4 separate regions of the Sus scrofa genome follow, and all the other regions are linked to region 4. The links are chromatin contacts, called in public HiChIP or PLAC-seq maps. All regions are on one chromosome and are shown on one strand. The core of a region is the stretch at or near the end of the contact, and the rest is flanking DNA. Distances in the headings are between cores, read along the strand shown. Region 1 overlaps NMNAT2 (nicotinamide/nicotinic acid mononucleotide adenylyltransferase 2). Region 2 overlaps NMNAT2 (nicotinamide/nicotinic acid mononucleotide adenylyltransferase 2). Region 3 holds the start of SHCBP1L (testicular spindle-associated protein SHCBP1L). Region 4 overlaps LAMC1 (laminin subunit gamma 1).

Region 1 (2,728 bases), core at 15-2,514, 180 kb after region 4:
GGAGCTATTCAAAGAATTTTGGCTACTGTCCAAAATATTTTTTTAAAAGTAGTATCAACTGTGAGCTGGATATTGTGCTAAGCACAAGAGATACAGAGCACCCAGTGTGGGAGAGAAATACATAAACAGACATACACAGCACAGCGTTGTAAGAATGATAATACTAGGCCAGATTTGTGAGTGCAGCAGCCGTGCCTGGCGCTGGGCTCCAGGCTTTAGAATTGCTATGTGACCACTGTTTCAATGACAGAGGTAAGCTCATAGTGCTATGGGAGCTCTGAGTTCCACAGACAGAGTGGGAAACGGAGCCTCTGATCCTGGGCACGAGGCCCGGGCTAACCCTGCCTCTGCCTCACCTCCCCAGCAGACCCCAGGACCACAACCCTGGATCGGGAGAGAGCTGCTCCATGGTTTGGCTTTGTTGGGCCTTCTGGGCCTCCATCCGGAAGCTCTCCTGCCCGTGCGCAGACACTGGCCCAGGCTGTTAGCGCAGAGCCCAGGCCAGAGGAAGAGTCGGGGCGGCCACCGGAGCGACTTCTTACTTGACACGAGGAGGAGGATGCAGACGTTGATGAGCCACAGGAAAGGAGCAATTGAGCTCTGTGTTTAGAAGCCAGGTCAGCTCTGGAAGATTTATTCCTGGCCGGTGGTGGAATTCCAAAACCAGAGCAAGATCAGCTTGCCCTCCCTGAGAAAGGAAATCCCCCTCAAGGGTGGCGGGTGGCAGAGGAGGAGTTTCTGGGGGTGGCGGTGGCGGGGCCTCGTGAACAGGGAAGGGAGGGGCGGGGTGGGGAGGGCAGTAGAACACTGCCCAGCCCTCCCCTCCCTGGGAAAAGTCCTAAGTCCTTCCTGCCTTGGGTGAGCCAGAGGCCACGGGCTCCATCTGCTGAGACCTCGTAGACACAGCGGACCTCTGCTTTCACCCTGGCTGGACTTCCTAAAGTCACATGCAGGAGCAGAGGGCGCTGTGACCCAGACACGGAGCGGTGTGGCCTGGGGTCTGGGTGCCAGGGGCAGGAAGGAAGGCAGTGCCAAGAATTGTGAGCCTGCTAAGGATTTTGAAAATCACCTTTTGGCTGTTATTACTGATTTAATCATCACATCAGCTCTTCTGGGGCTGGTCTCACTAAGCACCATTTACAGATAAGCAGTTACGGATTTGCTCATAAGTGGCGGAGTCAGAACTCACACCAAGTCTGGACTCAGAAGCCCGTGACTGGGGATCCAGGTGTGTGCACACCCCTACATGGTACGACCTGGCGTGCTGCAATGGAAACCACGCTGTGGCGGACGTCAAGGTGAAATAGCTCAGCCCTGACTCCACTGGTTGGTGGCTCTGGATTTTAGCCTAAAATCACCTAAAAAAAAAAAATCTGCCTTGTTTACTTTCATTCCACCAACACTGAGCAACTTCTATGGGCCAGTGCCCCATGCTGAGTGCCAGGAATACGAGCATCTACAAAATCAAGGTCCTGCCCTGGAGTAGTTTATGCGTCAGAGCAGGGAGAAAGGCTTACCCACAGATCATCGCACTGCAATGCCTACACGCCCAAGTGCTTCCAAAGTTTAAATGAGACGATAGATGCAGGTGTTGAGCAAATCCAGGGACCACCCTGATTTCCTTGAAGTTGAGCCAGCTCTCTTAGAAGAGAAGGAGAACCAAGAGGAGGATGGGAAACTCTTCCAGAACATCTCAGGGCAATCCTTCCCTCTCAGCAGTGCCACCGTGCCGCAAGGTCTGGGCTGCCTCCTGCTTCCACCTGGTATGGTGACAGGGCCATCCTTCCTTCCCTTTTTCCCCTTCTTCCTTCCTTCCTTCCTTCCTTCCTTCCTTCCTCCCACTGCTCCATGAGTGCCCAGGGAAGCCCTTGGTAGAAAGGCCCATTTAACCAGAGGCAGCAACCGGAGAACCTCTCAGCTGTGGGGCTGAGGATGGAGTGCCCTAAAGAGACCTCAGAAGGGCGTTTTCCACAGTCTGCTCTGTCTTTTAGCATCTGTGATGTGAAGGAGCTCTTATCTTCTCATTCCCATTTTCCTGGACGTAGCAGTGTGAGAGGAAAATCATTTACTATCTCTATTAACAGCTTCTCCCCTTCTCTTCGGCCTCTAGACGGGACTCCTGGGAGAGCCCTGTCCTCTCTGCCGAACTGGAGTAAAGGGAAAGGAGGAAATTGAGACAAACCAGACTGAGTAGACTGATCTCCTCTGGAAAGTAACTCTCTGAGTTACGGATGGGAGAGAAATACATAGATTCTGAGAGGGAGAGGAAAAGAAAGACAGTCTGGGTTTAGGGAGAGTTTTCAGGAGTATGAAGAAGGTGATGGTACTTGAGAGGTAGTTGTATTTGAAATGTACATGGTGAGACAGATTTTTCTCTAAGTGTTGCTCTATTCTGAGCAGAATACACTCTTGGGGTTCTTTGAGAGATTTTAGCAGAGACTGAGGTTTCCCTGTGAATTGTGTTTTGTCTATCTGACAGTTGTTTTTCTGAGGACATCACCAGGATTGGGTCACGAGGCAGCAGGCTTTGTGTGGGTCACACCAGCATCCGCAGAATTCAATCAGAAGCTATCGGTTCTAACCTCTTCATTTGAGTACAGATAAAGAAACAGAAAGGAGCCAGACAGATCCCAGCTCCTTGGTCCTCACCTAATTTCCTCCGCAGGCAGTGGAACTGCCCCTGTCCTCTGCTGCTAAAAGGGAATGAGGGGAGACTGGTGAGCAGAGG
Region 2 (2,700 bases), core at 67-2,566, 130 kb after region 4:
ACTGTATGAGTATGCTGGGGGCTAACCAAGATAATCCACGGGAAACAAGCAAAGTGTTATTATTGTCTGTCTCCCCGACTAGAAAGCAAAGGGCGCAATGGTCGGGAACTTTGTCTATTTTGTTTTCTTTGTTCCTCCATCCCTAGAACAGGACGGGCACAAGGCAAGTACTCAATAAATATTTTGGGGGGGCCGCACCTGAGGCATGTGGAAATTCCTGGGCCAGGGATGGAACCCATGCCATGGCAGTGACCTGAGCGCTGCAGTGGCAATGCCAGATCCTTAACCCGCTGTGTCACAAGGAGAATCCTTTAATAAATATTTTAAAATCAATGAATAAATAACAGCCAATATTTATCGAGTGTTTACTAGGTTCAAGAAGTCTTCTAAACTTGCATGTGTTTTATTTATGGACTATATAGAACTAATAGAATGAAGAGTGAGATTTGGGGCAGGGGGTAGTATGCCCACAGCATGCAGAAGTTCCCAAGCCAGGGATCAAACCCAACGTCACAGCTGTGACAAATGCTGGATCCTTAACCACTAGGCTACCAGGGAACTCTAAAAGTAAAATACTTTTAGATTGCAAGTGCCTCAAGGATTTGGGCACTCAGTATTAGCTCAAAGATTGATTGAAGGAAAGGATGCTTGAAGCAGAATGAATTTGCCAGGCTGCCTTCCATCATAACACAACAGACAAGTAGCTGGCAGTGTAAGATCTTAGATGATGGGTTTTGCTTGGGGGAGAGAGTGAGCATAGGCATTTCCTGCTTCACAGACCTGTCCTTGGATGGATGACCCCTTAGGCTCCGGCCTTGATTTCCCACAGGTCCTGGTCTATGACTGGATACCTGCGCTGTCAGGACGCAGCACAGCAAAGAGCAGGTCTCCTGGGGGAAGACTAGTTCTAATAAAAGTCTGGGATGGGTTGGGCTAGAGGGACTGAGTCCTGATCTCCAAAGGCTGGTCCAAGAACCTGGATCTTTTCTTTCTCTCAGGAATCAAGAATGAAAATGCCAACTGCCAGGCCATACAAGCAGCTCTTTTGTATTCCTTGGAGAGAAATGTGATGAACACGTATGGAATTTTCTCCTGGTGGCATGTACGGGGAAGGGATATGTCATTGGCCAGAGAAGGTCAGACCTCACTATGGGCTAAAGGATCTTTGCGTCTATTAGGAAATGCCCAAGGGATGTGTTTGGGCGGTTCCTCTAGTTGCGTAATTCGATTTCTGGATGAAGAGCCTAGGTTCCGGCGTCCAGGGCAAAAGCAAGAGCAAGGCTGACGCAGTGGGGAGTTTGTGACTGTGCTGAAACAGGCCTTGGCTGCCGTGTTGTAGAACAGACTGTCCCAGCTGCTTCCCAGCCTGGGTGGAGAGCCTCCTATTTCTCCCCAGACCTGTTTACACTGTGGCTTCTCTCCTGCTTTGTTTCTGAGGACTCTAGAGAGGCCAGGGGAGACAGGGGTGTGCAGCAAGGGCCTGGGGCATCTTCAGAAACTTGACTCTTCCCCCACCCTCCTGTCCCATGGCTGGCGGATTCAGGGCTTCAGGCTCAGCACATATCACCTGGGACATCAGGTAAAACAAAGAAATGTTTGTTTCTGATAAAGAGTTGAATGGATGAATGAAACCTGGAACAGAAGCAGGTCTCACAAACCTCATCTCTGGTAATCTCAAGATTAGGAACTGAGATCCCCAAAACGAGCCACTTCCAGGCAAACTCCAGAGGGCAGAACTTTCTATGAAGTCATCAGGGCTTACCCTGTACCAGTTGGAAAGAAAGACCTTCCTCATCCAAACCCTGAGCACCAACCCATCCCCCAGTAAGGACAGTGGGATAAATCACTGAGTTACTAGCTAGTTTCCTGCTCCTCACACCCATCTTTGCCCAATCCTCACCTAGTTCTGGCAGACAAGCAGACCCTTTATGAGAGGAATTTGCAGGGCAGAAAACAGAATGTTTTGAGGTCAAAGGCATCAAACACTGAAGAGCGTTCCCTAGATGTCCCGAGGAGGGGAGAGAAAATAGGGAATAGAGTATTTTATTTCAGAATAAAACGAAGAGGTTCAGCTTGCACCCCCTCCCTCCCAGACAGCACCCTGAGGGCAAAGCCTCAGAAGAAAACGGGGCCAGGATCACAGCGGGTGGGGTGCCCGGAGGGCTTCCGGATCAGCCAGGAGTCACAGACCCAGGTGGGCCTGGATCAAGTGCCACCCACCTCTGAGGACCACAAAGGCCCTGATGTTCCTGTTCAGAGCCACAAGAGCCTCAGGTTTTGTTTGTGAGTAACCCGTGATCCCTATGGGACAGTGAGTTGGAGCTGAGTTTTCATTTGATTGAAATAAATTAAACGTGTTATTTCTGGCACACCTCTGCTGCGGCCTGCGATTCACACCTGTTACGTAAGGAAGCAGCTCCTTGATTTTTTTGCCTCCACCTCCGATGTCTAAGGACCCCACGGGTTTGTGGTGGGTTGAATCAGGGAACTGAGAGACTGGCTGGGTGGGGGGTGGGGAGGTAGAGCTCAAGGGTCTAGAAAATCCTCTGGAGTGAGCCCGAGGGTCTCTTTCATCCAGACCCCCCCTTGCTGCCTGTGGTGTGGACTGGAATTCTCAGCATCCTGATTAGGACAGATGTGAGGTCCCTGCCGGTCTGGAACTCTTGTGCCTCGGGAGGAGCCAGGCTGGGTGCTCTGATC
Region 3 (2,700 bases), core at 200-2,699, 160 kb before region 4:
TACACTTGCGGCATATGGAAGTTCCCAGGCTAGGGGCTGAATTGGAGCTAGAGCTGTTGGCTTATGCCACAGCCACTGCAACGCTGGTGCCTTAACCCACTGAGCTAGGCCAGGGATAGAACCTGCATCTTCATGGATACTAGAAAAGTTCCTTACCGCTGAGCCACAGCAGGAACTCCCTGGGCACTGATTGTTATATGAAAACAAGATGCCTACCTGGGCACTAATAAGGTCTATCTATCTTCAACCATCGGAAAACCAGAGAATTATTCTATCAAAACTGTCCCCTTAACTGATATATCGTCTGTTTGAAGGAAAATCTAATTGTAACTCTTTTAACAGGGTCTGGATACCTCTAACAAAGTGAAATCCCTATAAATGTTTAGCACATGTATTTTGTTGAAATGCAAGCTTTTCTTTCTTTCTTTCTTTTTTTTTTTTCTTTTTTTTTTTGCCACTCTGCGGCATATTGGAGCTCCAGGGTCAAGGATGAGATCCAAGCCGCAACCGCGGCAATGCAGGATGCTGTGCCCGCTGTGCGGGACAGGGGACGCAACCCGCGTCCCAGCGCTCCCAAGAGGCTGCCCATCCTGTCGCGCCACAGCGGGAGCTCTGAAATGTAGGCTTTCTTTGTGCCCTCGGTACCCCATCACCACAAAAGGAAGCCCCGAGTCCGTCTAGGCTGGATTCCCGCCCTTCTCCGTCTCCTTCTCACCTTGCAGTCCTGCAGGATCCCGTCGCAATACAGCGCCACCTTCTCGTCCCGCCACATCCCCCTCGTAGGGGACACGCAGACTGGGGGCAGCGGCTGCGCCTCTTCGTCATCCTCCTCCAGCACCGACAGAAGGGGCTCCTCCTTCTCGTCGGGCCCCTCCCCCGGGCCCTCGGCCTGAGAGACCGACAGGAGCTGGAGTCGCCGCCGGGCCGCCTCCCGGCCCGCTTTCCCCTTCACGCGACGAGGGGAGGCCACCACCGACCGCACCGGGGACACGACGCTCTTCAGGGTCCCTGCCGCCTCCAACTCCCCAGTGGGCGCGGAGACAGTCTTCTCGCCTCGCCGGCCGGGGCTGACGGTTCGGACCGAGTCTTCAGGCACCGCGGGCCTGGGTCCCGACGCCATGGCCGCAGCACCCTGACGGCCAGCGGCGGCCGTTGGCCACTTCTCCCGCCCGGACGGCGCGGGCCAATGGGCGAGCAGAGGCCTCAGGGCCCGCAACGTGCGCGGCGGCGGCTCGCGGGGATCCCGCTGCGGCGTGGGGCGCTCGGCGCGGCCCGTGTCCGAAGGGGTTCTGGAGGTTGAGGTGAGTAGGGCTGCTGCGGGGCGGGCGCGACGGGGCGGGGCGGAAGGAAGGTTCTGGAAGAGTTGGACCGCGTGGCCTGAGGCGGGGGAGGGGCGCCACTGCTCTGGGAGTCCGCCCCCCGGCTGCTGGCTCTGACCTCACCCCGCTCGCCTCAGAACTCTCCAGAAACAGAATTGCCTCCTCGGGGAGGGTTGCCATGGGCTCCTCAGGCGTTTTCAGGGTGACCCTGAGTCGCCCTCCGGGTCCTCAGGTCCGAACAAGCGGAGGCAGCACCCAACCCTCCAGCACACCCATGGCCGCACAGACACAGCCTGAAAGAAAATTTATTGGTAAACTGGGTGGCGATGATAACTGGAACTTTCTGGTGATTACTAGAGGAACTTCGTGGGGAGTCCGGAGACCTCGGTTTCCCGCAGCATCTGCACAGGGTTCCCAAAATAAAATTTCTTTGACATTTTAAGCAAGACAGTTTCTGCCAAGAAGGGTAAGGTAGTCTATTTTCATGTCCCTTTGTGCTGCTGAAAATTCTCACGTGAGAGACTATATTATGTAACTGTGAAGCTGGGCGCTCGTGTCCAGCTGAGAGTAATGTGCGCGAACTGTGAACACTTTCACAGTAAAAGTCTACTCCACGGAATACAATTTGGACGGCAGGGACCACTCGTTTCTGTTTTTTTTTTTTTTTTTTTTTTTTTTGCTATTGAACCTAAGCGGAGCCAATTGGAATAACTTTTGTTTATAGTCCAGCTGTGAAGTACTGCACTGGGGCTGACAGCTCCCACGGAGAGAAACAGCATTGGGAAAACACCTGCCTGCCTTCACCCTCATCTGGAAGGACATTGTGTTAAATTTGGAGTTTATTTTGAGGAAAATATTAGGATTAATATCGTGTTACTCTAGCTCAGGGAATAATTACAACATTCATCATGTTTGACTCTTAAGTTTATTACTTTCTTTTTTTTTTTTTTTCTTTTTAGGGCCGTAGCTGCAGCTATGGAAGCTTCCAGGCTAGGGGTGAAATTGGAGCTACAGCTGCTGGCCGACACTCGACAGCAATGCCAGATCCCAGCCATCTCTCGCCACCTACACCAGGGCTCATGGCAGTGTTGACTAAGCTGGGCCAGGGATGGAAACTGCATCCTCATGGATACTAGTCAGGTTCATAACCCGCTGAGCCTCCAAGTTTATTCCTTAAAGTTGATTCCTCTAAGTTTATTCCTTCCTCTAAACTTCCTCTAAGTTTATTCCTTTTGTCAGAAGTCCTGGATTTTTTTTTAATGATTCTCTAATTATAGATTTCATTTACCACAAGTGGATAGTTTACACCAGCATTCTTCAGAACGTTGGTTTTAATAAATTTTGTATTTTTTTTAAATTCCAAGGTTCAGAATAATAGAGA
Region 4 (2,700 bases), core at 100-2,599:
ACCACAGTACTGTTCAATAGAATTATAGTGTGAACCACTTATGTAATTTAAATTTTTCTAGTAGACACTGTAAAATAAATAGGTGAAATTGATTTTACTTAACCTCATATGTGTAACGTATTATCATCTCGACAAGTAATCAATAAGAAATTGTTGAGATGTATGATTTTTTTTTCCACGCCACATCTTCAAAATCTAGTGTGTGTTTCACATTTTCAGCACATCTGCATGCAGACCAGCCGCATTTCAAGTGCTCAGTAGCCGCTACAGGTGACCAGTGGCTACTGTGTTGGGATGTGCAAGTCTAAAGAACCTATTTGTATTGCTTTTACCTGAGTAGGTGATTTGCCTCTTTTGCTGTCCCCGTCTTCCTGTCATAGCCTGTGACTGTAACCCCTATGGGACCGTAAAGCAACAGAGCAGCTGCAACCCTGTGACCGGGCAGTGCGAGTGTCTGCCTCACGTGACCGGCCGGGACTGCGGAGCTTGTGACCCTGGATTCTACAACCTGCAGAGCGGGCAGGGCTGCAAGAGGTAAGACGGCGGGTGCCTCGGGTACCAGGAGTCTTTGCTGCTTTATTGTCAGAGATGAATTTTTAGAAGTTAAATTTCATGGTCGTCTTGGCTTTTGTTCAGGAATTATTTGCGTGCCTGTCACGGGCAAGGCGCCCTTTGGAGGCAGTGCTGGAGGGCTGTAATGAAGTAATGGGAGAAAAGAGTGGAATGCAGTGGCCCCAGCTGTGTCAGAGTCACACAAGCAACGTTTTTTTAAAAATACAAATTACACAGTCCTTTCTGAAATGCTTAGAATCAGACCGTCTAGGGTTGCAGTGGTGTGGGAATTCCTCTCTGCAGAGCTTCTGTTCAGTGCCCGTGTGGTGCCAGATCGGAGAGCGGCAGGTAGTGGTTTCTGCAGTGGGATAACCGTCTTTGTGAGGGTTGGGTTAGAAAATGAGCTTCTGAATAGAACTCATGAAAATGATTTGAACCCGAGGGGCTTCGTAACCTTTAACATTTGTCTTAATAGCCCGTAACATTCTGTTTTCTCATGCAAACTACATCAGTCCTGTGCCAAAAGAAAAAAAGACAGGTTTGCTTAAATTCCATCTTTCTTACCTGAGAAATGTCATGGGTTTCATTTTCAGGTGTGAGTGCCATGCCTTGGGTTCCACCAATGGACAGTGTGACGTCCACACTGGCCAGTGTGAGTGCCAGCCTGGCATCACTGGCCAGCACTGTGAGCGCTGCGAGGTCAACCACTTTGGGTTTGGACCTGAAGGCTGCAAACGTAAGGGGCGCTGGTGGCTTAGAACTCTCTGTTCCCTCTAGTTCCAGTTAGAAGTGTTAAGTCCTGAAAGCGCTCTGACACCTCCCCTCCGGCCACACAGCCCACAGTCAGAGCTGTACCCAGAGCATCCCAGAGGCTTTACTCAAGGAATATTAACCATTTCTAAAACTCAGAGCGCTGGAAACCTCACTCGTTTCTTCTCAGCCGCACTATTTGCATCTTCTTTTATAGTATTTCTGAGTCTTCTTTTTTCTAGCCTTTCGTTTTTCTGAATAATTGCCCTTTGATTACCGAGCTTTCCCCCGGGCTTAATGAAAGGTTTTAATTGATCACATGCTTAGTGCGGATAATGAAACGAGGGATTCTGCTCCTATGAGTTTGTTGACTTACTCGCTGCAGTTGCTTCCCGCCCTTGGGGCCCTTTTGGTGCAGTGACACGGCCACATCTGCTGCTCCTTGGCATAAACACTCGCCTGGAATTAGGCCGTGGAGCAGTTTGGGGTTTTGCTTTCTGAATTCCTTCATCTCTCCTGTGGAATGTAACATGTCACTGGCTCTGTTCAGAGAACAAAGTGAGTAAACAAACTATAAAATAATCCAAAATCGGCATGGGCATGTGGGCTTTCTCGTTCCTTAGTAAGAGAAAAATTAAGCAGTGGAGAGATGCAGGGAGAGATGAATTCTCGAAGTGCGCAAAACTAATTTCTGTAATTATTTAATCACCTGAACTGTGCCTCCGCCAAAGGATGCTCATTTTACTTTAAAATTTACTTTGGGTTTTAAAGTGTCTGTCTTCTCTACTAAGCAGACTTAACCATTTAAATTCTCCTAAATCAGCCTGTTTTTCTCAAAGTGTCTACTTAGAACAGTAGTCCAGTCGGCTTATCGATGTCAGTCTGAGTTAAAAGAAAATGCACGTTTCCTTCTTTTTCTTATCCTGTACCCTTTTCCCTTTATTCTGCAGCCTGTGACTGTCATCCCGAGGGGGCTCTTTCCCTCCAGTGCAAAGACGATGGTCGCTGTGAATGCAGAGAAGGCTTTGTGGGGAACCGCTGTGACCAGTGCGAAGAGAACTATTTCTACAATCGGTCTTGGCCTGGCTGCCAGGAATGTCCCGCGTGTTACCGGCTGGTGAAGGATAAGGTCAGCTGTCAGCAGTGCATGCGTTCGTTCACTCAGCAGGTGTTGAAGGGGCACTTCCTGAGAGGGGAAAAAAGTGGGGAACAAGACAGACACAGTCCCTCTTCTCAAAGACACTCGAGTTCCAGTTGGAAGGCAAATAATAAAAATTAAAGAAATACTCACTGAGATGGGGGCAGGAAAGAATGCAAACAGAGCATAACAGGGGAGAACTACTGTGTTTAAAGCCTCTGTGGAAACTCACTTAAGGTGAGATCTTAGGGATAAGAAGG

What was found. HiChIP or PLAC-seq counts read pairs in DNA pulled down with a chosen protein or histone mark.
Region 1: a contact with region 4 is called in an H3K27ac HiChIP or PLAC-seq map of skeletal muscle. The contact joins two enhancer-like sites. A contact is called at or near these places in 2 of 47 Hi-C or Micro-C datasets (embryonic fibroblasts and skeletal muscle) and 1 of 2 datasets of contacts at active chromatin or transcription factors (skeletal muscle).
Region 2: a contact with region 4 is called in an H3K27ac HiChIP or PLAC-seq map of skeletal muscle. The contact joins two enhancer-like sites. A contact is called at or near these places in 3 of 47 Hi-C or Micro-C datasets (embryonic fibroblasts and skeletal muscle) and 1 of 2 datasets of contacts at active chromatin or transcription factors (skeletal muscle).
Region 3: an H3K27ac HiChIP or PLAC-seq map of skeletal muscle shows a contact between it and region 4. The contact joins the promoter of SHCBP1L here to the enhancer-like site in region 4. A contact is called at or near these places in 6 of 47 Hi-C or Micro-C datasets (embryonic fibroblasts, epiblast stem cells, fetal skeletal muscle and 3 more) and 1 of 2 datasets of contacts at active chromatin or transcription factors (skeletal muscle).

What each region holds. Positions count from the first base shown.
Region 1 is chr9:124,561,672-124,564,399 of Sscrofa11.1, forward strand. The region is part of intron 4 of NMNAT2 (nicotinamide/nicotinic acid mononucleotide adenylyltransferase 2); the gene reads right to left. Among named protein-coding and RNA genes, the nearest start is that of SMG7, 130 kb to the right of the region's middle. Within about 2 kb of position 1,265, at least 34 of the 83 cell types and tissues checked have an H3K27ac peak or open chromatin away from gene starts, as enhancers often do. A contact at or near this core is called in skeletal muscle, where this site is marked.
Region 2 is chr9:124,513,180-124,515,879 of Sscrofa11.1, forward strand. All of the region lies in intron 11 of NMNAT2 (nicotinamide/nicotinic acid mononucleotide adenylyltransferase 2), which reads right to left. Among named protein-coding and RNA genes, the nearest start is that of LAMC2, 87 kb to the left of the region's middle. Within about 2 kb of position 1,317, at least 20 of the 83 cell types and tissues checked have an H3K27ac peak or open chromatin away from gene starts, as enhancers often do. A contact at or near this core is called in skeletal muscle, where this site is marked.
Region 3 is chr9:124,220,401-124,223,100 of Sscrofa11.1, forward strand. SHCBP1L (testicular spindle-associated protein SHCBP1L) reads right to left here and starts at 1,450. Exons shown (of 10, transcript XM_021063784.1): 1 at 716-1,450. The coding sequence starts at 1,120.
Region 4 is chr9:124,383,107-124,385,806 of Sscrofa11.1, forward strand. It overlaps LAMC1 (laminin subunit gamma 1), which reads left to right. Exons shown (of 29, transcript NM_001271715.1): 16 at 381-534; 17 at 1,146-1,288; 18 at 2,253-2,431. Among named protein-coding and RNA genes, the nearest start is that of LAMC2, 43 kb to the right of the region's middle. Within about 2 kb of position 1,350, at least 11 of the 83 cell types and tissues checked have an H3K27ac peak or open chromatin away from gene starts, as enhancers often do. A contact at or near this core is called in fetal skeletal muscle and skeletal muscle, where this site is marked.